Linked DNA regions of Bicyclus anynana: region 1 is linked to region 2. The links are chromatin contacts, called in public Hi-C maps. All regions are on one chromosome and are shown on one strand. The core of a region is the stretch at or near the end of the contact, and the rest is flanking DNA. Distances in the headings are between cores, read along the strand shown.

The links. Hi-C and Micro-C count contacts between places; a contact is called where the count stands out from the background.
Region 1: a Hi-C map of whole body shows a contact between it and region 2, with 2.6 times the contacts expected there. The contact joins the promoter of LOC112055112 here to the enhancer-like site in region 2. A contact is called at or near these places in 2 of 2 Hi-C or Micro-C datasets (whole body and whole larva).

The regions. Positions count from the first base shown.
Region 1 is chr12:8,943,782-8,946,720 of ilBicAnyn1.1, reverse strand. It overlaps LOC112055112 (all trans-polyprenyl-diphosphate synthase PDSS1), which reads left to right and starts at 1,449. Exons shown (of 8, transcript XM_052884553.1): 1 at 1,449-1,660. The coding sequence starts at 1,511. LOC112054842 (39S ribosomal protein L32, mitochondrial) reads right to left here and starts at 31. Exons shown (of 5, transcript XM_024094756.2): 1 at 1-31.
Region 2 is chr12:8,895,760-8,898,459 of ilBicAnyn1.1, reverse strand. All of the region lies in intron 4 of LOC112055112 (all trans-polyprenyl-diphosphate synthase PDSS1), which reads left to right. Among protein-coding and RNA genes, the nearest start is that of LOC112055114, 22 kb to the right of the region's middle. Within about 2 kb of position 1,264, at least 8 of the 8 cell types and tissues checked have open chromatin away from gene starts, as enhancers often do.

The DNA.
Region 1 (2,939 bases), core at 200-2,699, 48 kb before region 2:
TCTTTTATTTGATTTCTGAAAAATAAAATATTAGGTTATTTAATTCTAAAATAAATGCTAAGAATGACATTGACACTGACAGCTTGGTAACAATAGGTCAATAAAATTATATTCTGTGGATTTCCACTATTTCCCGTAGTGCTGCCATTATTTATTTAAATATTCTCCTAGTCTTCCGCTATTTTGTGGACTAAGCCAACGATAAACAAAAAATAATATACAAAAGCTTTGAATTTTAGGTTATAGATTATAGAAAATCTTTATCATAAATATAGTTTTGATAAATTTAAATATTTAATCATCACTTACTTTTAGAGTTTACTGTGTATTGGGAAACAAATATTTCTAAAGGCTACACTGTCATCATCCTTATTAACATTATCAGCCCGTTTTATCGATCTAATATAGGGCCAGGTCTCTTTCCTTAAACGAGAGGGGATATAAAGCTAAGCCCACAAAGCTTTGGAACACCACGGTGAGCTTAGCTCTCTACCCATCGGTAGTGATAATGATAAATTCACTAACGACAACTATCAGCTGATGTTAATGACCAGGACCGATGGCCTAATTCGCTCTCCGCGGCAAGGGGGTGTAACATCACCGACTTTTCAACTCCGGACTGCAAATTTTAACTAAACATTTCTAATAATAAAGAAATCTTTGTATTGTATTTAATCATACTGTATTGTATGTATCAATCATATCTTGTATGTTATCTCATAACCTGAACCAGAATTTCCAGGATCTCGTTATCCACCACATAGGCTAACCACTAAACCGACGAGTCATTTATTGCTCTACTATTCTGCTTACAGACTTTAACCACAGTAGAATTGCAGCAAATTCTATAATAATTATAGAACGTGTATCTCAAACGCGTATTAAAATTTGCAACCTTATCTAACAGGATCTTATAAAATTTCATTGGACAGGGAAACAACATTCTTACAGTATACTATGTATAATCTTACAGGTATTCCATGACTGTTCCCCCGGGTTGAAAGTTTCTTCTCTCCGAGTTTCTCTCAGAGAAAGTTAAACCAGAGTTTTTTCTCCGCCACATGATGGTCCCAGCACCAGCAAGGTGAATCCATGGAATAAAAAATTCTTCATCTTTAAAAATAACTTAAATTATTTGTTCTCAAACATACATAAATACTTACAGGATTATTGTTATATTTCAAATTATCTATGCGTACATTTTTCCTTATGTAACAGGCTGATATCAAGATGTTTATCTAAGAAAAATCAGTCTCTTAGTGATAAATTAAAAAAGAATAGTTTCTTCAAATAATCAAACTGTAACGCAGCAGATAGTGTGATATGAAATTAAAAATATTTTTTTATTTATAAAACCTACTAAAAGCTACTAGTTTTTCATTTCTGGCAATACTGGTAGATTCGAAAGATTGACAATCAGCTGTCTAAGTGGGGAGGAAAAAGCTGATCGCTCGGGCGCTATGTGTGTAATGTAGTTCATGTCTTCAAGCGTTTGGTCGCAGTTGTAGCTATGGCGTGTTTAAGTTCGAGTAGGCTTTGTGCTCGTGTTCAGGATCAGTTAATGTGTCAATTCGGACCTAAAGTTCGAAGACAGACTGTATTTGTGAAACTCAAACCACCCGGACCATCTCCGTTGAGGATATTTGGAAAGACCTGTCAGGTTAGATAATTTCTTTAAAACGAATTATAACACCTTTTTAAAACTTAATTATCTCATAATTATATAATTAATTGGTATAAAAATGTACAATTACCAATCTTATTATGATCTTTGATTGTAACTTTGACATTAACAACAATCCTTTTTACATAACAGCATGTCATTAACCTATAAAGTCAGCTGATCTATTCGAGATTTCGATTTATTTTGCAATAAATATATTTTTAATTAAACTTTAGTACAATCAAATCACATCTACAAAAAAATCCGTGAAATTATACACTGTATGCTTGCCTAGTGCGATGAATTCACAAAAATTCTAAAAAGTGAAATTATGTCTGCGGTCAGTAGGTCAATTCGCGGCACAGGTTTCTCGGGTAAAACCTGCGATTTCCATTGAAATCAAAAGCTTTTACTTGTGACAAATAAGGCGTTTATTGTTACACATTAAATGATCAGATAAAATTCAAGTTTGAAAATTTAATATCGATATAGAACACGATAATAATCGATCGGATATGTATGTAATATTTAGGAAACTATCAAACAGTAATAACTACAGAGTACATAGATGAGTAGTTAATTATTGAACATTTATTTATGAAATTTCCTTAAGGTAATTAGTAGTAGTGTGATTCAGTACAACTTATCGCGGCTGTACTCGGCCGGCAACCGCGCGGCCAATGGTGCGGTCACGAGCCGCGCGAAACGTCGTGCTTTCTCGAGCAGCGTGCGAGCATGCGATGTAGAATCTTGACGAGTCACACAAAACTTTCTAAGCAACAATTATGACATTAATATTTAATTTCGCCTATTCAAAATCCAATGGAAAGATATTTTCTAGCCATTTTCCGTCGTTATTTTATAACTTTGATTCTGACGTCAATTGTAAAATACTAGCCGACGTCCCGTGGTTTCACTCATGTAGTCCACGTTTCTATGAGAATGCAGGATAAAATATAGCCTGTGACACTCACAAATATCGTGACTTTTTTGTGGTAGGTACAAGAATTTTTAAAATTATTTTACTAATTATAAATTTATACTATATAGGTAGGTACATATTATAAAAAGGTAAAGTTTGTGGTGTTATAGGAATGTATAATGCTCGCGGATGTAAATGAGAATCGCTAATTTGATGTACTATAATGCTATTCACGCTCACGCAAAAACTACTGAATTAATTTCGATGAAACTTAACTGCAGTACCTAGTAGACGTATAGGACCTACATACTTCGTAATAAACTAATAAGCCTATACGCTTTTGTTTACTAAAGA
Region 2 (2,700 bases), core at 15-2,514:
CAATTTACATAGAGTTAGATAAATAAAAATCCTAAAAGTCCGAAAAGTCGGTCCTGCTGGCCTATTCTATGACTTTGGTCTATTAGCCACCTAAAGTTATTATCATTAAATCAACAACAACCGCATTTTTCACATTCTGTAAAGCCCATTGTTAACAAAAATCACAATGTCAAACACACTGGTTATTAATTTTGATTAGTTATCAATAAAACAGTGAATACTAAATCACGTGATTTTAGAATCACTAACAACAGCTATTTGGTAAATTTCGTGTATATCCACTAAAGTTACCTACTAAGTTTGTGAATAGGCCAGCTTATACGAACTTATACGAATACGTAATACTGGTAAAAAGAGATTAGAGGGCGTACAGTTTGGCAGAATGAGTCTTAAGGACAGTACCAAATTTTTAGCAGTTCCTGCATGTTTGCGGAATGAGTCCAAGGACTATGACAAATTTTTAGCAGTACGTACATGTTTGCGGAATGACTCTGAGGATTATACCAAATTTTTAGCAATACCTACATGTTTACGGAATGAGTTCAAGGACTATAAAATTTTTTTAGCAGTACGTACATGTTTGCGGAATGAGTCTGAGGACTACCAAATTTTTAGCAATACCTACATGTTTGCGGAATGAGTCTAAGGACTGTACCAAATTTTTAGCAGTACCTACATGTGTGTCGCCTTGCCATCTAGCCAGGTATGTTGAAACGATGGCTCGCTCGGCTACTAATCGCCACAACATGCCTGCATGTTTCGCAACCACTGGACCGACCACTCACTCAATGCGAAATACTTCGATCGGCTGTAATTCGAATAAATCTTGATCATTCCAATACAATTTTCTGTATAACACGACTCTCAAATTATTATTAATACGTGCCAGATATCCTAACACATCATGTACTTCTTTTGAACTACATTTTAATGTTAAATATAATTTCATTGCGTGCAGTATACAAGTCAAACAGACCACGACGTTATAACTTGTAGATATAATATGAAACGCAAAAGGCAACTAACACTACAAGCTATCTCTACCAATCTGTCTAAAAAGAGCTTATTTATGTATTTGCATTTAGCAAGATCGATTAAATTTTACCAAGAAAAACACCATTCTGATTTCAAGGCGTGATTTCTAAACAGGTTGTGAGAAACAGCATTGAGAGCATCGAATGAGTAGTCTTTACATGATTTCTGCGCGTTTGGTCGCCGACGCAGACTAGAAAAGCGGTCCGTCGGAGGAGGGTTATAAGAGGGGAGTCAAGGCCGTCCGCGTGACATACATTCGTCCCACCACATTCACCTTCCGTCCGCCACCTGCCCACCACCACTGTCAAGGCTGTCTTGCGAAAGATCACGTCGAGTATACACACGCAGAGCGCTCAGTTTACGCGAGGTCTACTTGTGAAAAACTCATTTCGCAACTGACCAACGCTAGTTTATTAACATCGTAATATTAGTTTTCAAGTTCACTCGTGGCTGGCTGTCTTCTGGACGTCTGAGATTGATTGACGTCTCTGTTGCCATATAGAATACGTACATAGATACTTGACTCTACTTCTGCAGCTTTAAATTTGGCTACATAATCGATATTGAAACGAGCCTTTGAGTTTGTTATGTGACTCACGTCCGGCACCTAATTTGCAAATTCTTTAATTTATTTCAACGATAGGTCTATAGTCCTTGGAAGTAGGCGACGGAATTAAAATATTTTAAACTTATTACCAACACTGTGTACACTTGCATAAGATCGTATTCATAGGTGTAAATGAATTGCAGAATAGAAACTCAAACGCAGTTGGAATATAGTTGGCGTGAAATCGTAGAGATTTTTCTGGTAAATTATTCATGCGGCTTGCGATGGGCAGACTTTCGAAGCATTCTTGTAAAAGCCTTTCACTCTTATCAGGTGCCGTCTGCGCAAAACGTGTGTGATAGTTGATTGAACTGTGCCGAAAAGCAATTCCAGTTTATAGAATTACTTAAATAAATGCTATCTTATATCTTATACATATCTTATAATAGAAGCGACAGGTCATCACGAATTATCGAAAACCACTTGACGTATTAAGATGAAATTTTGCAGGAAGGTAGTTTATAATTAGTAGACATCTGCTAAGAACAGATTTTGCTGGAGTTCAGTGCGACAAATCAGAAATAATTAAAAACATAATATGTTATTTAATAGTTTTCTCTTTTTTTCTGAACTATGCTTAGACGATTAAGCTCTACTCATCTTGTCGCCTTAAAATCCTAAAATACTGAGTGATATGCTATATGTTCTACGTTAATTATATTTTTGGATTCCGTAATCGTTACACAGACTTGATTCGTTTAGTATGACAAAGAGAACGATACTAGAATCACAATTGTAAACTACTCTTAGTGACATTGAATTTACGCAAATTTTTAAGGTACTCGAGTGTACTTCACAGAGTTACTTAAATAATAAATTAATTTGAGTACTTAAATGGAATCCAAAATGCAGATGGAGTAAAAAATCTTACGTCTAGCTTAAGCGCAAAAAGTAACGGAATTTGTTAAAATTATTTCAAATTTCAAATAGAAAGAGACTAAAACGATATTTCATATATTGTATATTCTAAGAAACAATGTTTCTATGGCACAGAATGCGCATCCTGAAACCTATTAGTTTTATACTTGGCAATTTATATTAGAAACCATTTGTATGCT